Regions from separate parts of the Mus musculus genome. Here all the other regions are linked to region 4. A link is a contact called in public HiCAR-type, HiChIP or PLAC-seq and promoter capture Hi-C data. All regions are on one chromosome and are shown on one strand. The core of a region is the stretch at or near the end of the contact, and the rest is flanking DNA. Distances in the headings are between cores, read along the strand shown.

Region 1 (2,688 bases), core at 76-2,575, 3.0 Mb before region 4:
TGGTGTCAGCTTCCCCAGGAATCCGACTTTTCCACCGTTTGTTTTCTTTCACTTCAGGAAGCTAACAAGCTCTGTGTGTGTGTGTGTGTGTGTGTGTGTGTGTGTGTGTGTGTGTGTGTGTGTTATGGGAAAGGACTAGAGACGCTGTATTCACAGGGCAGAAACAGGGAGGGAGAGAGAAGGGCACAGAACTTTTTCCCTTTTCGGGTGTGTGTGGGAGGTGGTTTAGTGACCTGCCAGTTTATACCACAGCAATGGGGAGATCTGGGAGAAGGGGAAGCCCACAGTCATGACAGCATGGTCAGAGAAGGAACAGAATGGTTACAGGCTCTCAGTGTGGAAATGCCACAGGACTCAAGAAACTCCAGAGATTTCCAGAAGACTTGCCCCTCAGATTCCCATTCAGAATTAACCGAGAGCAGGAACTGGGGGGGGAGGAGGTGAAGGTTGGGGAGCACAGGCCCGGCATTGCTGCATTCCAAGGTGTTGGGAGGAAGATCAGGAGTTCAAGGGTAGTCTAGAACAATCGTTCTCAACCTGCGAGCTTCAACCCCTTTGGGGAACCATATCAGATATCCCACATGTCATATTTACATTATGATATTTACATGTCCCATATTCACATTATGATTCATAACAGTAGCAAAATTACAGTTATAAGTAGCAATGAAAATGATTTTATGATTAGGGGTCACCACAGCATGAAGAACTGTATTAAAGAATCCGGGCATGGTGGCACACGCCTTTAATCCCAGCACTTGGGAGGCAGAGGCAGGCTGATTTCTGAGTTCGAGGCCAGCCTTGTCTACAAAGTGAGTTCCAGGACAGTAAAACCCTGTCTCGAAAACAAACACACAGAAACAAAAACAAACAAAGAAAAAAAGTATCGCGCACTGGGAAGATTGAGAACCACTGACCTAGAATGTGCTTCATGAGACCTTATTTCTTTTTTTAAACAGTTTCACTGTGTAACTCAGACGAGGCTGGATTTGTCTACGGTGGACCCGGCTGACACAGAACTCACAGATCTGCCTGCCTTCCAAAGTGCTGTGATTAAAGACATTTGAAGCCTAGCCCCCTGCCCCCCATTATTTTTAATTAAAAAAAAAATCCGGGATGATCTCACGTGGCCCAGGCTGGCCTTAAACCCGCTTTCAATTCTGATGATCCTCTTGCCTCCATCCTCCCCACCCGACTCAGGTGCTGGGATGACAGGTTTACAGAACACTAATCGTCAGGGTCGTTCACTCATCAACCAGCCCGGCAGACGTGCTTGGCTGTGTGCGCCTGCCCAGCAGGGGACCGCCCTCAATGGGCCGTCCCTAGGCGGCACCCGCTTAGCTGAGATTCCAGCACTTGACTTCAGGGTTTCGGAGAGATAAGGCGCTTGGCCGTTACTAACTGGACTACAAAGAGCTGGATCGGACCGGAACCACATGGCTCAACTCGCCCGAGCCACCCGCTCCCCGCTGTCATGGCTGCTGCTGCTGTTCTGCTATGCACTCCGGAAAGCGGGTAAGTAGCCCCGCGCCCCGCGCCCCGCGCCCCGCGCCCCGCGCCCCGGCCTGTGCGCACCTCGAGAGGCCCTCCCAGGCCACCCGATCCCTTCTTCCCGGCCCAAAGTCCTAGGTCTGGATTCTGGAGCAGAGATTCCAGAAAATAGGGCGTGGTGACTCACACCGGCCACCGGAGTACAGGGGAGGATGAGGTAGGAGGGTTGCCTTGAGTTCCAACGTAGCCTAGACTCGGGAATGAGAACCGGATTTGCTCCACTTCGCGCACGCTTGCGCACGCGCACACACACACACACACACGCGCGCGCGCGCGCACACACACGCACGCACGCGCGCAAAAGATGTTTTATTATTGTAAAATAAATGACTCGTACACTGAGAAAAAGTCTGGGTGACTCATGCCAGGAACCTTAACCCTAGTGGCCACACTCTCTCCAGCAAGTTAATCGTGACTGACTCAGAGTTGATTTATTAGTTCATTTTCCTTTCGCTGAGTTGGAGACTGAAGCCTCACTGGGGAATTGTAGCACAGGAGTCTACCCCTGAGCACACAGGGTGCTGAGGATAGACCCTTGGTCCTCACACAACCTAATTCGGAGCCCTGTGCTATTCCCATTGTTTCAGTGGTTGACCAGCAGCAAGTCAGGCTGGGCGCTCAGAGTGAGCTCAGAGTGACTGGAACCAAAAAACCAAACCAAACCAAACCAAAACAGGGAGGTGGTGGCTCATGCCTTTAACCCCAATAGGGGAGGCAGAGACAGGTGGAGCCCCGTACAGGGGTACCCTAGGGTCACCATGACGGGTCCTGGGTTCCCAGAACTTCACTCTGAAGTCATTATCAGACTTCTCAAGTATTCAGAAATGCCTGATACTGTATTCCCTAATGTTGAGGGCCTACTGTGTATTGGGCTAAAGGAGAGAGTCTCACATAGGGCCTAGCAGAGTGACTATTGAATGGCTCGGATTCAAACCCCACCGTATCTTGTCGTCTTATGCCTGCGTGATCCCCCTAGCAAATTCTTCTATGCCTCCATTTCTGCATATGTAAGTGGTACCTGAAGCCCAGTGTGATGGTGCTCACCCTTAATCGCAGAATTTAGGAGGCAGAGGCAAGCAGATCTCTGAGTTCCAGACCAGCCTGGTGAATGTACTGAGGTGATGTTTAGTGTCTCTA
Region 2 (2,688 bases), core at 44-2,543, 2.7 Mb before region 4:
TAGAATCTCATACATGCTAGACAAGCATTCTATCACAAGCCACATCCTCAGCACTACAGTTGGAAAACCTCAAGGAAAGCAGTGATTGGTGTGTGTGTGTGTGTGACTGGCAAGCTTATTCTATGGGAGATGTCCACTCCTGGGCTTGCTTATGACACTGGAACATTTCCCTCTGGTACAAAGTGAAAAAGAATATGATTCAGTGTGAAAGTTACATGATATTCCCATTTCTATATTTATCAAATTATGTTCTAATAGAACATAGCCACATCCCTGTTTCTGGTCCTTGGCTGTTTATGTAAGATGGCACATTTGAAAATTAAGACCATTTGGTTCTCAAAGCCTGAGCCTAATGTCTTTCATTGCAAGAAAAGGTTTGCTCTAAGCTGGACGTGATGGTAGGTGCCTGGGATCCCCAGGACTCAGGCTGAAGCAGATGGATTATCATGAATTCAATGTCAACCAGAGCTACATAGCAAAACCAAAACAATGCTCTTTGCTTTGGTGTGCAACAGTAGATACCGGTGCCACATCATTCACTGCTGCAGTTTTCTGCCTCTGGAGCAAGAAGTGGGCCTGGTTTTAGTAATGCTGTACCCTAGTTTTCATTACAGGCTGCAGCATATGGCAAGTGCTTAATTATGCGTAGGTTGCTTGAATCATTGATCACACATGCTATGATAGAAGGGGAATGGAACATACAAGTTTCTATAGGTTTCTATAGGTTATAGGTGCCATATATCACCAACGGGCTGGGACTGTAGCTCAGTATTCATGAAGCCCTGGGTTCAACACTCAGTGCTGCATAGACTAGGTGGTGGTTCATGCCTGTCGTCCCAGCACTGTGGAGGGACGAATCTGAAGGATCCATGGGGGCAAAAGGATCTGCAGTTCAAGGTCATCGGTCTGGGCAAGATGAGACCCTATGTAAATTTTACTTCAAACAAATTATCAATGGCTGCTAACTTCCCACTCCTGGCTTCATTTGCCAGCCTGAAAGATAGCAGGTTCAAGCCCTCGTAGGGGAAATGGAATGCCCATTTCTCAGCTTGTTCTGTGGGTAGGGCGCAAGTGGACCCGGACGGACCTCAGTGGTCTTGGCCAAGGCAATGGGCAGCGACTCGCACCCGGACCCTGCGAAGTGCCAAGCCTTCGCTTCCCGGCCGACCCCGCCCCCGCAGTCACGTGAGCAGCGGGGGTTTTCCCATTCCCTTTGACGTGACGTCACGGAGGGGTACGAGCCAATGGGTGCGCAGGCCGGCGGCGCCGGGGAATTCCGCCGCCCCGCCCCCGCCCGCCGCCCGCTCGGCCCGGCGCCCCCCGCAGCCCCGGGCGCCGTGCGTCCAGCCCGGCCTTCGGCCCTAGCCTTGCACCGCTTGCCCGGCCGGTGATCGTCCCAGCCGACCGGGCTGTCCGACTGCCCGGCTTGCCCTCGTGTGCGCTCGCCCTGAGCTGGCCTTCGGGCTGTCGGTCCCTACGGGCCGGGCCATGCCGAGTCGCCGCGCTGCCAGAGAGTCCGCGCCCGAGCTAGGGGCCTTGGGTAAGCAGAGTGGAACCTCTGGGGCGGGGCTCGGGCTCGGGGAGTTCGGGGCGCTCGGAGTCATCTGCGGGTTTCCGCAGGATTCGCGCTTCGGTGCGGAGAGTACAAGGGTGGCGGGGACACTGCGCGAGGGATAAGGCAGAAGGTAGAGGATGGTGAAGGGTCTTGCCGGGGAGATACAGGCTAGGCGTCCCGCTAAGGAGTGAGAAGGGGGCGGGGCCTGAGCCTGAGGCAAAGAAGGGGGCGGGCCGGGCGGCGGTCGAGAGGAGGGGCGGGGCATAACTCTGAAGGGGAGGAGCCATACACACAGGGGCGGGGCAAACTCAGAGGAGGCTTCTGGTTTACAGAGTGGGTGAGGCTGCTCTTAGGAGTAAGGGGCGGAGCCTAATTCGAGGAAGTGGCTTTATTCTCTCCAAACAAGGGGGACCCTTCTCCCGCAAGGCTTAGGCCTTTAGAGGCAAAGAAAGAGGCGGGGCCCAGCTTCAAGATTTAAGGAGGAGCGGTGCCTGACCTCGAGGAGGAGGATCCAGGACTGTGCTTGACAGGAAATAGGGGCGGGGTCAGGCTCCAAGAGCAAGAAGAGGTGTGTGGCTCAGTGAGTGGGCGGGACTTACCCTTGGGTTGGGGTGGGGGAAAGTGGGGCGTAGTGGCAGGTCTAGGGAAAGGGCAGGGCCTGTTTAGAAAACGAAGGGCGGGGCCTGACGATGGGATTGAAAAGGGGCGGGGCCTGCAGCGAGATGGGGGAGAGGAAAGTTCTCCAGTGACGAAGTATTGGGGCTCGGATTTCGCCCTGAGGGAAGAACGGAGACGGGGGTTTTCCTGAGGCATCAGGAGTCCTCCAAGTCCCACCTTAATGGGGAAAGTAGCGGATATTGAGTGATGATTGGCGGAGTCAAAGGCAGAAACGAAAAGCCAGAACTTTTTTCAAGAGTTAGAGAAGAGCCGGTTGTGGTGGCGCACTTGGGAGGCAGAGGCAGGCGGATTTCTGAGTTCGAGGCCAGCCTGGTCTACAAAGTGAGTTCCAGGACAGCTCAGGGCTATACAGAAAAACACTGTCTCGAAAAACCAAGAAAAAAAAAAAGGAGTTAGAGAAGGCTGGCCTGCACCTGAGCTCGGTAAGGAGGAGGGACTTTATTCAAGGGACCAAG
Region 3 (2,688 bases), core at 106-2,605, 2.8 Mb before region 4:
TGCCACCAAACTTGGCTACGTGAGTTGGGGCCCCGGCACCCACTTGCTGCTTCCAACTCAAAGCAAGTTGTTATTTGCCCTTCAGAAGTCAGCACGGCCTGCACACACACAAAATAATCAGCAAGCAAACAAATAGGAGCATTAACAAGAGTGGAAAGCAAGTTGGTCAGAGCCAGGGTCCACTCCTTGGGCCTTGCCACATGGGAGAGGGGCTTCATGTATGTGGCCGGTGGAGAAGGGGCCCTACCCCAGCCCAGGTGGCTCTCTCACAAGAAACCCCCAAATGCCTGGCCCTTGGGGAGGATTTGGCTGTCAGGTACTTCAGCAGCGGAGTACCTGTTCCCCTCCCCCATCCCCAACAAGTGGACCTTCTCATTAGCTCCACTCGGCGGCCCTGGGAATGTGAAAAGGCGGGTGGGGGTGGGGAGGGTGGAGCGTCTACGAAGAGACAAAAGGGCCGCCTCAAAACCAGCCACAAAGACCACAGGATTCTGGTGAGATAGAGAAAGTGGGACAAGGACAACCGGAAGGGACTGGTAGGGCCAGAGGACAGACTGACTGGTCCAGCCCCACCCAGCGGGGTTCGGCCTGCTGGGTTGGTTTATGCTGCCCCCTCGCGGAAGGCTGCGATATAAAAAAAGGATACTGGGTGGGAGGGACGCAGAGGCCAGATGCAGGGACAGGAATATTAAGAGTGACACAGAAAAAAACTATGAGACAAGAAACAGAAAGTGACAGGGACGCAAAGAGAGACGCACACAGTCAAAGGAATGCAACGAGACACGGGGACTAAGTGACATAGGCACATGGACAGACAAAGAAACACCAGAGCAGAGCCACAGAGAAACATGGGGATGCGGAGGGAGACTCAGAGGTAGAGAAAGAGGAGAAATCTGGAAAGAAATGATGCGGCGACACGAGAACCCAGGGCAGAGATCAGAAAGAAATGGGGTCCACTAAGAAGTGACCCCGACCTACCACAGCAGCAGGACTAGGAGAAAGGCTGGGACAGGGGTGTGGCCTCACCAAGGGGCGGTGCCTCAGGAAGGGAGGCCCTATGAGAGCCCACATACTCAGGCTAACCAGAGGGCAGTGGGGCGTGGTCTGGGCGAGAAGGCATGGCTTCTCCTGGTGGGAGGCGACCGGAAGTTTAGAAGGGGGTGTGACCGCGTCTCATTAGAGTGACCAGTAGGGGGCGCAGTGGGTCTTCCCGGGTTGTGTGTGGGCGTGGCTCCATGTCGAGTGGGCGTGGTCAAATAGTTAATTCCAGGAGAAGGCGGAGATAGAATCGTGGGGCCAGACAGGTGTGGGACGCGGGATGGGCGGGGTCTTAGCCCTGAGAGGGGCGGAGCCTGAGCCCTAGGATCGGCTTGGCGAAGAGGGGCGGGGCCTGTGACGTCATGAGTCCGGCCCGCTGGAGCTAAGCGAGGGGCCGGGGGGCGCGGATCCTGAGAGCCAGGCGAGGGAAAGCTGGGCCGAACGAACTGATCCGGGGAGCCGTGAGCGGCGGAAGCCGGCCTGGAGCCGGACACTTCAGACCCCTGACTGCCCTCCCAGCCGATCGGTACACGAAGAGTGGTCCCTAGGCACCCCCTGCCCGGGCCCAGTCCCTCCCCGGGCCCCCCATGGCCCGGGCCGCAGTCCTCCCGCCGTCCAGATTGTCACCGACGCTGCCGTTGTTGCCGCTGCTACTGCTCCTGCTTCAGGAAACAGGTGAAAACGCGCGGATGCCTTCGTCAGTCCTCAGAAGGGAGGGAACGGGGCATCGTCCCCCACCTCACTCCCAGCTCCCCGAGGCCCCTTTCCCTCGTGCCCCCTTCTAGGTTGGCCCTACTGATCGAGATTCTCGCAACACACCGGGCTCTCTCTCCGAGTCTCCTAACCTCCCTCTCTGCACCTCGCGTAATCACAAGTGTCCATTCTAACCCGGGTTTCTGACCCCCTCCACCTCCCTCGGCGTGGAAAGGGTTAAATCCTCCCCATCCTGTGCTGATCACTTATCCGGAATCTGGATTTCCGTCTCTGCTCTCCCCCCTCAGGAATGTGGAGAATGTTCCCCCCACTCACACTAGCTGGAGGGTCGTGATGGTGAGGAGGGACGACACCCCCCCCCCTTTTTTTTCTTTTCCTTCTTGTTGGGTTGGGCATCCGAGGCCCGGGGAGAATTGGGCGCGAGGGGACCCACAGTCGAGGTTCCCAAGACGAGTGTGTGTTGGGGGGGGGATGAGTTCGGTCTTTGGGAGCCCTTGGCAAACCAATGATGAGAGTTGGGGGCACTCAGGGGCAGGAAGGGTGTGAGTCTGGAGTGCAAGCCTCAGGGAGTTTACAGACACTGACCCCTGGGTTCTGGGAAAATTAAGAGGTTCTGCCTCCAGGATCTCAGAAGGCGAGCCTAACCCGGGTCTAGATAGAATTGGAGAAAAGGGGTTCAAACTTGTGGGTCTTGGGTTTAACTGTGGGCAAAGAGCTCTGCTCGCTGGGGTCCAGGTGCAGTTAGGGTCCAGAGGCACTATCTTGGCAGGTTCGGATTTAGCTGTAGGCAATGGAATTTAATGATCAAGGGACTCTGACCTTTACCCCTCTGCCCCCAAATATAATCAAAGGCTTAAAGACGTAGCCTGAAATTGGGAACTTAGTCGGCTGTGTCCCAGGTAGAGTCAGAGCCCGGGAGGTTTGCAGTTTTCCTCC
Region 4 (2,688 bases), core at 114-2,613:
CATCATCTTCATCTTCGTCATCTTCATCATCATCATCCACCTCTGTCTCTACCTCCACTGCGGGGGTATCTCTCACAGCCAGTAGCGCGACTAAATCAGGAACCCCGCTCTTTTCGTCTTTGATGTTTAAGCAGATAGACTCTGTCCCAGGAAGGTCTTTCTCTATCTCTTCCTTCTTAGCTTTGTCGGTGACAGTGACAAGTGCCAAGAATTCTCGGGGGCCATCTCCTTCTTCCTGGTCACCCCGAAAGGCCCACTTCTTGGTGAGCTCTTTGGCAGCTGCTTGGAGCGTGGCATACAGGGCCCTCTGGTCTTCATCTACGCTCAGGTCCTCTGCGTAGATCTCCTCTATGACGATACCCAGGCTGTCATCAGAAGAGTCTTCCGACTCACTCCTGGCTCGCCGCCCTCCCCGGCTCCTCTTCTGGCCCTTCTGAGCCGTCAACTTGTGGCTTCTGGATCGGCGCTTGCCTCCCCGACGGCCCCGACGGCCGCTCCTAGCTGCCCCTTCAGAGGAGCCAGCCTTCTTGGCCTCCTTCCCTAATCCCTTGGCCTGGGCTTGGGCCTCCAATACCAGAGGGATGGCTATTTCTCTGAAGTCATCCATGGGCCTTTCATCCAGCAACAGGCGCCTCATCTGCCTAAGGACCCGCGCATCTTGCCCGCGGTCCTTACTCAGGATTTTCCAAATCCCATTCTCTCCCCTAATGTGGATAGGTATGGCAGAGTGATCGAAGTCTGCCCCAAATTCTACAAGGGCTGCCTGAGACTTCTCTTTGGTTACAGCTCTCACAGTCCGAAGCCTGTAGTTGCCCAGGGGCTGCAAGTTCGGACTCAGGGTAGCTTCGATGTCCGCCTGCTGCAGGCGCTCAGGGATGCCCGTGATCAGGAGGGCCCTGTGCACCTCCACTTCCAGCTCCTTACACCAATCTTGCAGAAGGTTCATCGTCATGGCGCTGCCCGGCGGAGGCTAATCTTAGGCGGGAGGGAGCCCGAGAAAGGGGTGGGCTACTGAACACAGGCTAGGTCAATCCCACTCTGGAAAGGCCACCAGCAGGGTGAGAGTCCAGACTCCGGGTTTGGGGCTGTAGGCTATAGCTACCTGCTAGCTTGCCGGACTCAACGGTCTTCCCCCGGGGCAATCCGAGGGTCCGCAGGGGGCTTACGTGTACTTTCTCCGGGCTGTCCCGGGTTGCTCCTCCCTTCCCTTTGTCCCTGACAACCTAGGTGACTGGACACCGCTGGTGGAGTACAGGAGGGCGACGATCAACGCACCTGGTGGGCGTGGGGGTGAGTGAGAGCAGCGGCTCGCCTGTGCTCCCGCGGAGTCTGGAGTGAAGCGCGTACCCGGGTCTAGACGCTCAGCGGGGCCGCTGCGGAACGGCAGCCTCGGTCTGCGCCTGCGCGGACCCAATCACCTCTCCGCCCCCTCCTGCTAGTCCCCGTCTCCATAGTAACACTGCAGGCTGCAGCTGGGGTCTGCCCGGGTACGGTCGCAGCAGCTGCTCTTAAAGGGCCAGGTGGGAAGGAGGGTTTAGGGACTAGTGAGCCAAGAAGGAAGACAAAGTCACTGTGAAAACCACTGAAGGTGATCAGTCTCACTTCAAGGGATAGACAGACACCTCCTTGGAAAGAATAGAGGCTTCCACCAGGGTCATTTATTCTGGCTTTGTTTTTTGAAGCAAGGCCAGGCTAGCCTTGAACTTGCCATGTAGCCAAGGATGACCTTGAACTTCTGATTCTCCTGCTTCCGCCCTCCTGCGATTACAGGCCTCAGTGGTGTCTAGCCTGCGCTGTTTTATTAATACGTCTCTGGGGCTCGGGGCCAGGGTTTTCTGCATGCTGCGTAAGCACTCTACCAACCGAACTACATCCTCATTCCTGCGGGACAGATAGACCTCTGATTAATAAAGCCCCAAATCAAACTGTCCTTTGGAGGTGTAACCTCACACGGGCTCTATGTTTTACCGTATCCTCAATAGCAAGCAGAAACGCCCCGGTCAGCTGTCCTTTATGAGCCAAGGGGTATCATTTCGGGTGTGTGGTACTCAGTATGTGGGTACCAGACTCATGGAGACCAGCTTCACTCATGGATGTCCCTATATTCTGCTTCTGAAACGGGATCTCACTTTGTAGGCCAGTTTAGCCTAGAACTGTGTAGCTCAGGTTAGCCACAAACTCATAGAGATCTGTCAGCCTCTGCCTCTGCCCTCTGCCCTCTGCCTTCTGCCTTTGCTTGCTGAATGCTGGATTGACGTTGTATGCTAGCACACCTGGATCCTTTTGGGGTTTGGTTTTTGAAACAGGATATCACTATGTAGCCCAGGCTAGCCTCAAAGTCCTGGTAATCCTCCTGCCTCAGAATGCTGGGATCATAGGTGTGAGCCACTGTACCCAGATATTCCAAATTTTTTATTTTGAAATTTTTGTTTTATTTATGATTTGTGTGTGTGTGTGTGTGTGCATATGTACGATGCATGTGCGGTGGGGCATGCCTGTGCACAGCATATGTATGGAGGTCAGAGGACAACTTTTAGGTCAGCTCTCACCTACCACCATACCCATGGTCCATTGCTTTAAAGGCCCTTGAGCTGCCTGTCCCTCCCTCTATGAGTTGAATAGACTATCTGTTGGATTTATATTCTATCCTTATTGCTTTCTCAGCAGCAACTTCGAGAATCTTCTAGA
Region 5 (2,688 bases), core at 3-2,502, 2.8 Mb before region 4:
TCCTGTGACAGGGAATGCTAAAACAGCTTTGAGAGCCCTGCCAAAACCTACAACATAAGCCTTTCCACTAGGACTGATGGGTAAAACCTTGGCTCACAGGGCAGCTCAACGCTGGTCACCCTCAGACTGGCCAGAGACTGGAGGGGGAGGACCCTCTCTCAGCATGACCCACAATTATACCACCCCCCATCCATAGCAGTATCCCAGGCTAGTTTCTACCCTCTGAACAGAGGCAGAACCCTCCTTCTCCAGCCCCCATCCAGCATTCTTGGGATTTTGTTCCACACTGCCTCGGCGTGTGAGGATCCTGGAGTAGACTGATCTGTGACCCCTTACTTTGACCTGTGACCCTCTCTTCCATCCCGCGGTCCTAGCAGCCTGCTCTTTCCCTCAGCCACTCACCTGCCGACGCGCCAGCCCACTTCTCCTCCCCTCCCCCCAAGGTGGGGAAGGAATGGCGGGCAGAGAAGGAAGGCGGAAGGGGGGTGACATTCCTTGGATTCCCTGGATGGGGGGAAGTGAAGGAGTCAAGGAGAGCAGAGCAGAGCAGAGGGAGGGGCACCCCATCCCCACCTCATCACCAAAGAGGCCGACCAGGACTGGGAATTGAAAACCCATTAGAGAAAAGATTGACCTGACCAGTTCCAGGCCACTGCTCAGTCAGAGGAGGGGCGCTTCCCAGCAAGGTGGCTGCCTCTAAGGGGAGGGCATCCTAGGGCACTCAGGGAAGAGCCGGTCATGCAGGAGAGACTACAAAGAGAGACCAGCACAGGCAACTAATCACATCAGGGACCGCTGGTCAAAACCGACAGTTCACAAACCAGGGCGATGGCTCACCCTTGTAATCCCAGTACTTGGGAAACTGAGGCAGAAGGCCAGCCTGAGCTACAGTGGGCCACCGACTCCAAAAAGAAAATAAACTAGGAAAAAGATTCACCTGCAGTCGAGGGCCACATGCCACCTTGGGCATGCGTGTCAAGACCCCGCAGGTGGCCAGGAAGGAAGGGAACGAGTATCTGCGCGCTTTCCCTTAGATTCCAGCTCGAGGCTTGACTGGAGGGTCGGTCCCCACGGCTGAGGAGGAGAGCCGCAGGCGTGGGTTGGATGGAGCAGCGCGCGGCGGTGCTAGCGGGTCCCCGCGCGCGCGAGGGTGGGAGGTCCTCTCAGGGCAGTGGGAGGTCTTGGCCCTGCGCCCAGCTTGGGGATGGGGTGGGCGTGGTCAGGGGCGTGGTCAGGGGCCTGGCCTCCGCTGCCAGCTTCAGGGCGGCGGAGAGCCTCGCCCGGGCTCAGTCACTGCCGCCACTGCAGGGAACATGGAACCCCCTGACGCCCGCGCAGGGCTGCTGTGGCTCACCTTCCTGCTGTCGGGCTACTCAGGTATGACTTGGGGCTGAGGGCAGAGCTGAAACTTGAGGTTGGGGCTTGTGGGGCAGGCCCCTGGAGTCCCCGAGAAGACAAGGGGAACAAGCTTCCATTTCCCCAGGGATCACAATCTAGGGATTCCCCAGTAGGGAGGAAGGCGGGAGGCCTTGGGGTGCACCCGATCTGAGAGCTAAGGATACCCTAGCTCTGGAGCAAACACATCTGAGACAGCTGTCCCTCCCCAGCTCTTTGGGAATCCTGGAGTCTAAGCCCTGCGACCCCTAATAACCTTGAGTACCTGGAATCTGGGATCTGTAGCCCCTAGTCCCTTAGACTGGAGTCCAGCCCCTCCCCTCCCCCATAGTCAAAATAGGTTCTGCTAAGATACTGAAGATTAGCATCCCGGAGCTGTTCTCTAAGTGATTAAGCTCAGAGTTTCCTCAGAGAAACGGGGGACCCTGCGGTTAAAGCACTTTCTAGAATGTTAGGGTTTCCCCAAAATTCAGAGTTTAGGCTGCCTCTAAAGGACCCGCCTCTCTCTGAAAGGGCCGGAAGAACCGAGCCTGACAGAGAAGGTGGAACAGTGTTTTCCGACTGACAGGGCCCCTTTCCTGAGGGCCCCGATAAATCCACACACCTGCATGTGGTGAAGTGGGGAGGAGAAACAGGGGCGGGGGGACACTGGGGACAGGGTGAAGAGAGATCAGGGAAGACAGGATATCTGGCTGCTTGGCTGCTCACAACCAGTCCAGAGCACCAGCTTGGCCCCCAACCAGCTCCCCTGGGACAGGCTGGGCCCAGAGGTGGGTGCCTGAGAACCAAGGCTCCTGGCACAAACGTGATATAGAGTGGGAACCCAGGAGTAGTCTGTGCCAGGTTAGGCGGGAAAGGAATGATGCCAGCCCAGAGGGTAGATTCTCAGCAAGAACCGTGCTACCTGCCAGACCCTGACAGGAATCCAAGACCCAAGTTCTCAGGTCCCTAGGACTCAGAGATCCGTGTTTCCCACATGCAGCCTGCTATACCTCGGGCAGCTAGTTGTCTAAACTTCCAGTCCTTTCTCCCTCAGGACCCAGCCTCACCTCTGCCCAGGTGACTCACCTCACCCTTTTCAAGCTTCTCTGGTAAAGAGATGGGGGGGGGGTGTTGTCAAGGGGCGGGTAGGGGGCTCTGGCGCCAAGCTGGGCAGGTCTCAGCCAGCCTGACCCTCCCACATTCCTGAAACCTGCCCAGCCCTGTCCCCCCTTGCCACTCCCACACACCCATCCAGCTTCTGGCCCAGCTGCAGCCCACACCCTGGCCCCCCACACATGAGAGAGCAGAGGG
Region 6 (2,688 bases), core at 26-2,525, 2.6 Mb before region 4:
AGCTAAGCACAGTGACCCAAGTCTGTAATCCCAGCATTTGGTGTGGGGAAGGGGGTGTAGAGGCAGGAGGAGCCAGAGATAAAGCCTGTCTTTCCTACATGGCAAGTCAGCGGGCAGCCTGGATTACATGAGAACCAGTAAAACCAAACAAAACCCAACCCTCCCCCCCCAAACAAAGCCCACTTAATGCCTTTTGGAGTTCAGAATGTAACTGAAGGTTTGCATTAATTATAGGGGCTTTTGGTACTTCTCAGTCTCCAAAGTGTGCTAACCCCCAACTGTGAAGAGGAAAGCAGCTACCCTTAGCAGTGGTCTCAGTTATCAGTTCACACTGGAGCCTCCCTCCAGTTCCAGCCTAGCTCTCTACTTGGCAATGCTGTGCTCGACCCTCCTCAAATCCCGTTCTGTGGTTTCAGTCCCTGTGCCAGTGGGCTTTAATGAGCTGAGAAGGAAAAGCGAAAGTGCCCAGATGAATCCTGAGCTTTGGAATCGACCCCTTGGAGGTGTGGCTTAGGCTCGCTCAGGTTTGGTCAGCTGGTTCATCCCGAGCCTTTGGAATTCCTGCTCCCAGTTTTTGTTTTGTTTTGTTTTTATAGCAGGTTCATGAATACCTAGCAGACTCGTCTAATATTGTAATTTACATTTGATACAATTTTGACGAAAATTGTGCTAAAGTGTGCTCTTCTGTCGCTTCTGTCACTTGTACGTACTCATCCGATATTCAGCTTGGCTCTCAGCTCTCAGCACCTCCATCACTTTATCCTGCTCCCAGTACTTGGCTTAGCCCCACCAGGGTCTCCTGCTGTAGCACCTGCTTGTCTGAGGCTCCCTTTGTAATCCAGCCTAGCCTCGAATTCGCAACCTCCTCCTTCAGCCTCTCCAAGGCTCGGTTCACAAGGCGAGTCACTACCATGTCCAGCAAGTGGTTTTTTAATTAATATCTGATCCGTATTTTATATTTTAAGTTACTCATTTCTTGTAGACGCGTAGAAATCAGAGGACAATTTTGTGGAGGCGATTCTTCTATTTTTACGAACTCAGACGGCTTTAGCCGCTGACAGCCCTCTCGCAGGCCGCGGTTATAGGATTTGTATTGAATCCTTTCCCGAATTACTTGGGCTTGTGACGAATGTGCGGGAGCCTGACTGTTGACAGCTTGGCTTGTGGGGGGCGGGAGGGGGCGGCTAGAACTCGCGCATGCGCGGCGCTCCGGGAGACAGCGTTCATAGGCCCCGCCTCTGTGTTCTGCAGTTTGGCTCTGCAGATTCGCCGGTCACGTTTCTTTTTTCCGCGGAGCTTACTGTTCTTTGTTCCGGTCTTCCTGTCGTCCTCGACACGGTTTTTTTTCAGAGCAAAAGCTTGAGTCGGTGCTATGCTTTTCTCGGTACGCAGCGGGCCCTTCGGCTTGTAGCGAAAGTGTGGCTGCGGAAGAGCAGGTACTCGCGGAGCTCGGCGGAGGCGCGTTGGGGCTCCCGGCGACTGCGACGACGACGACGACGACGACGACGAACGGAGCGGACGGAGGCGGCGCTTGAGGCAGCGGCGAAGCCCATGCCCCGGAACGGCGGGAGGACCCGGAGAGACGAGTCCGGGGCCCGGGGCATGTCCCCGGGGCCCCCGTGAGGAGGAGGAGGCGGCGGCGATGGAGATCCCGCCGCAGGAGGCTCCGCCCGGGCCGGGCGCGGACGCCGACGCGGACGCGGAGGCCGAGACCGAGGAGGCCTCCGCCGAAGCTGAGTCTCCTACCGGGACCTCGCCCCCGGCCGATGGCCGCCTTAAGGCTGCTGCCAAGCGTGTCACGTTCCCATCTGACGAGGACATCGTGTCTGGAGCGGTGGAGCCCAAAGACCCCTGGAGACACGGTAGCTTTGGCGAGGGTTGCGGGGGAGAGCCTAGAGGCGGGTGGGACCGCCATAGGGCCGACCCCCACGGAGGTGGCCCGCGGCAAATGGTACTTATTGGTGATTTCAACGGTGCCTAGGTTAGAGCTGGAGGCAGAGAGGGGTTGGCGGGAGAGCTGGAAAGGTCCACAGGACTGGGTTTTCAAAGCCTAACCTTGTTTGGGAGTTTGGGAGGCTGGCAGCCAGCCTTTGAGTTCATGGTACACTCAGGGATAGATGAAGAGAGCCTGGTTATAGTATTGGGGGAAAGGTAAGTGCCTGAGTCCACGGGATGGTGAGAGCGAAGCAGCTGGTCTGTAAACCAGGAGGCAAAGCGTAGCCGGCTATGGCCATTGCTCTTTTGGCTGAAACGAGGACGGAAATAAACCCAGACTGTACAGAAGTTTGTAAACCCTCCGACTGGGAAAGGAGGGTCAGAGGCAGCAGGTAGTAAAGCAGAGGACGAGGTGGCCAGTTTGCCTGTGTGCGAGGAATTCCGCAGTAAGGTTCGGCAGCAGAACGCGGAGCCCGCTTTTACCAGGGTTTACCTGGGGAAGGACTCGGCAGTATTCCCTACTCAACAGAAGGTGACTTACATGTTGGGAGATGGGAAGATCTAAGATCTAGGCCTGTTGGTGGGGAGGTGGAACTGGACGGGCACTTGGAGGAGTGCATTGGCTTTGATGGCTTTGAAAGGGAAAAGGTTGCTGGGGAGATGGACACAGGCTAATCCCATTTCTGAGCTGAATTGTGTTTTGCTTGGGTGGAGCCTGTGAAGTGAGGTCACCCACTGGCCGTGTTCTATGGA
Region 7 (2,688 bases), core at 32-2,531, 2.5 Mb before region 4:
GGGGACGAGGCTCAGTTGGTAGAGTACTTGTCTGGCTTGCAAGAAACCCTGGCTTCCCACCCCAGCAGCCATGCAGGGCTGCAATCCACACACTGGGGAGAGGGAGGGCAGGACCAGAGCGTCAGTATAGTCTTTGGGTATATAGAAATTTGACACCAGACTGAGCAACGTGAGACTCTGTGGGAATTTTGTTTTCTTAGTTTTTCTAGACAGAGTTTCTCTTGTAACCTTCAGTGTTCTGGAACTCACTCTGTAGACCAGGCTAGCCCTGAACTCACAGATCCACTCACCTCTGCCTCTTGAGAGCTGGGATTAAAGTGTGCACCACCACTGCCTAGCTGAAAAATTATTAAAAAAAAAAAAAGTCCTAAGGTCCATGTTCGAAAACTGATCCTTTTAGGTTACACATCCTTGAGCCTGACTCTGACATCAGCATCACCAGCCGGGGCAGCCTTCATATCCTATCCTAGCCTCTCTTGATCACTCTCTCTCTCTCTCTTTATTTTAATTAATTAATTAATTTTGTATGTGGGCACACAAGCCATGGTCGGTATGTGGGGTTCAGATGTGAACTTGCAATCGTCGGTCCTCTCTGCCTTGTGGGTCACAGTGACTGGATCCAGCTCTTCAGGGCAGCAAGCATCTACCTGCTGAGCCATCTTGATAGCCCTTCCTTTCTATTTAATTAATTAATTAATTAGTTAATTAATTAATTAATGGAGACAGAGTCTCAATCCCTAATCCAAGCTTGTTCAAACCGGCCAGCCTCCTGCCTCAGCCTCCGCTCCTTAGTGCTGGCCCTGCAGGTGTGAGGAGCCTGTGTGTGTGTGTGTGTGTGTGTGTGTGTGTGTGTGTGTGTGTGTGTGTGTGTGGCTTTCTGGTAGCTGCAACCCTCCTCACTGGAGGCAGCCAGGCACTGGCTGCCCACCCCACGGGGGTGTCCCCATCCAGTGTCAGAGTGTCAGAGTGCATTAGACCTAACATCCCCATCTCCCTCAGCCAGGAGTGGACCCCATCTCTACAAGTCCTTCCTACCTCTCTGGATCCCAGAGCCCCAGTCCCTGCCGCCGCCGCTTCACCGCAGCACTCACCAAACCCAGCCTTCAGCCTGCATCTGCTCACCCAGCCCTCCTGCCTCCAGAGTTCTGGGTTCTGATGAGGTGTCCCATCTTTGGAAGAAGTTGGGGGCATGCTTTCTTCACCCCGACACTCACCTTCTGTCTGTGCCTGTCCTTCTGTCCCCTCTTGCTGTCCAGTCCCCAGACTACTTGGGCCAGGACTGCTGAGAGCTTGGATCTAGGGGGGGGGGGGTTGGAGGAGGACAATTTCCTGTCAGGAAGCCCCTCCCTCTCTGGGGCCAGGGGCTGGAAGGCCCCATTATCTGTCTGCCCTTCTAGGCCAGGCTGTGGTTGGGCCCTGCTGTGACAAGGGCCACAGACCCCTCTCCCCGCCCTTACCCCCCCTCCCAGCTTTGCCGGAATCCGCCCGCCCTCCTGCCTGCTTTTCACGCCTCCCAAGGTAACAACATCATCCTGTGTGCCCAGGGGAGACACCCTGAGCTGGACAGGGGCCCACAGCTGAGCTCTGGAGTAATGGAGGTGTGGATAGGGTCTCAAGGGAGCATGTGTTCCTCTTGTATCCTCTGCTGGGGGACAGGATTCAAAGGAAACTCCACTGGTCCCAGAGGCTGGATTGAGGACCCAGTGGGGTAGCCCTGTCATGGCTTTTAAAATGTAGCTCTCGGCCAGTGGGGCGGTGGTGGCTCATGCCTTTAATCCCAGCACTGGGGAAGCTGAGGTAGGTGGCATCTCTGAGGCCAGCCTGGTCTACAGAATGAATTCCAGAACAGCCAGTGACTCATAGCAAGATTCTATCACTCCTCTGCCTCTGTCCCCCACTGTGGGCCAGTCTCCCAGGGACCTAGCTGTATTGTATCATAACCACAGAGCACCTTCCATCAGATGATAGACTCAACTGCACGTGCATGCTCTCCTTTTTTCTCCTTTTGAGACGGGGCCTCATTATGTAGCCCAGGCTGGCCTAGAACTCACAAAGATCCTGCCTCCCAAGTGCTGGGATTGAAGGCTTAGGCCACCTTGCCTGACTCTTCTTTGCATGTATGTGTTGGGGGTGCCGGGGAATTGAACTCAGGGCCCTGTGCACGATGGTCATGTGCTCTGCCATGATACTACTTCCCAGTCAATCCTTTACAGATTCCCCAACCCGCCCACTCCAATGAAGGTGCAGCAGATCTGACTTTTTTTTAAGTGTATTATTTATTTATTTATGTTTGTGAGTGACTACAAGTATTGCGTGCATGCAGTGCCCAAGCCCACTAGAAGGAGACAGATCCCCTGGAACTGGAGTTGGGTGGTTGTCCACTGCCCCGTGGTTGCTGAGAATTGAACCCTGGTCCACTGCAGAAGCAGCCAGTGCTCCTAACCACTGCTCAGTTCCGTTCTCCAGCTTCACATTCATACTTTTATGCCTTTCGGTTTAATGGATCTTTATGCACTCCCAGGGTTGCAGCAGAAAGTGCTAACATCCGATTCCAGAACATCTCGGTCTCCTTGAAGCGAACTCATGGGCTACAGCAGTGTCCCCCCACCCCCACCCCCCCACCCCCCCCCACCCCCCCGCTTCTCCTTTCCAAAGTCCCAGGAAGCCAGGAATCCAGGGTTCTTGGTT

The links. Promoter capture Hi-C pulls out the DNA fragments that hold promoters and counts their contacts. HiCAR-type assays count read pairs that join an accessible place to other places. HiChIP or PLAC-seq counts read pairs in DNA pulled down with a chosen protein or histone mark.
Region 1: a promoter capture Hi-C map of embryonic stem cells shows a contact between it and region 4, with 3 times the contacts expected there. The contact joins the promoter of Pvr here to the promoter of Pnmal2 in region 4. A contact is called at or near these places in 3 of 39 promoter capture datasets (embryonic stem cells, hippocampal neurons and liver).
Region 2: a contact with region 4 is called in a promoter capture Hi-C map of hippocampal neurons, with 6 times the contacts expected there. The contact joins the promoter of Relb here to the promoter of Pnmal2 in region 4. A contact is called at or near these places in 3 of 39 promoter capture datasets (cranial neural crest, hippocampal neurons and second pharyngeal arch cranial neural crest) and 2 of 115 datasets of contacts at active chromatin or transcription factors (embryonic forebrain and stem cell-derived neural progenitor cells).
Region 3: a HiCAR-type map of astrocytes shows a contact between it and region 4, with 5 times the contacts expected there. The contact joins the promoter of Nectin2 here to the promoter of Pnmal2 in region 4. A contact is called at or near these places in 1 of 39 promoter capture datasets (cranial neural crest) and 4 of 115 datasets of contacts at active chromatin or transcription factors (VIP interneurons, astrocytes, embryonic forebrain and 1 more).
Region 5: a promoter capture Hi-C map of cranial neural crest shows a contact between it and region 4. The contact joins the promoter of Bcam here to the promoter of Pnmal2 in region 4. A contact is called at or near these places in 2 of 39 promoter capture datasets (cranial neural crest and frontonasal cranial neural crest) and 1 of 115 datasets of contacts at active chromatin or transcription factors (embryonic midbrain).
Region 6: a contact with region 4 is called in a promoter capture Hi-C map of hippocampal neurons, with 3 times the contacts expected there. The contact joins the promoter of Ppp1r37 here to the promoter of Pnmal2 in region 4. A contact is called at or near these places in 2 of 39 promoter capture datasets (hippocampal neurons and second pharyngeal arch cranial neural crest) and 2 of 115 datasets of contacts at active chromatin or transcription factors (astrocytes and embryonic stem cells).
Region 7: an H3K4me3 HiChIP or PLAC-seq map of embryonic forebrain shows a contact between it and region 4, with 3 times the contacts expected there. The contact joins the promoter of Exoc3l2 here to the promoter of Pnmal2 in region 4. A contact is called at or near these places in 2 of 39 promoter capture datasets (cranial neural crest and frontonasal cranial neural crest) and 1 of 115 datasets of contacts at active chromatin or transcription factors (embryonic forebrain).

Annotation. Positions count from the first base shown.
Region 1 is chr7:19,919,780-19,922,467 of GRCm38.p6, reverse strand. It overlaps Pvr (poliovirus receptor), which reads left to right and starts at 1,325. Exons shown (of 8, transcript NM_027514.2): 1 at 1,325-1,515. The coding sequence starts at 1,437.
Region 2 is chr7:19,628,043-19,630,730 of GRCm38.p6, reverse strand. Relb (avian reticuloendotheliosis viral (v-rel) oncogene related B) reads left to right here and starts at 1,293. Exons shown (of 12, transcript NM_009046.2): 1 at 1,293-1,540. The coding sequence starts at 1,489.
Region 3 is chr7:19,748,240-19,750,927 of GRCm38.p6, reverse strand. It overlaps Nectin2 (nectin cell adhesion molecule 2), which reads left to right and starts at 1,355. Exons shown (of 9, transcript NM_008990.3): 1 at 1,355-1,713. The coding sequence starts at 1,626. Gm34744 (a long non-coding RNA gene) reads right to left here and starts at 1,358. Exons shown (of 3, transcript XR_881878.3): 1 at 979-1,358.
Region 4 is chr7:16,943,357-16,946,044 of GRCm38.p6, reverse strand. It overlaps Pnmal2 (PNMA-like 2), which reads right to left and starts at 1,363. Exons shown (of 1, transcript NM_001099636.2): 1 at 1-1,363. The coding sequence starts at 952.
Region 5 is chr7:19,769,096-19,771,783 of GRCm38.p6, reverse strand. It overlaps Bcam (basal cell adhesion molecule), which reads left to right and starts at 1,252. Exons shown (of 15, transcript NM_020486.2): 1 at 1,252-1,377. The coding sequence starts at 1,314.
Region 6 is chr7:19,560,985-19,563,672 of GRCm38.p6, reverse strand. Ppp1r37 (protein phosphatase 1, regulatory subunit 37) reads left to right here and starts at 1,275. Exons shown (of 13, transcript NM_199149.3): 1 at 1,275-1,862. The coding sequence starts at 1,643.
Region 7 is chr7:19,461,880-19,464,567 of GRCm38.p6, reverse strand. Exoc3l2 (exocyst complex component 3-like 2) reads right to left here and starts at 1,281. Exons shown (of 12, transcript NM_001370800.1): 1 at 1,215-1,281.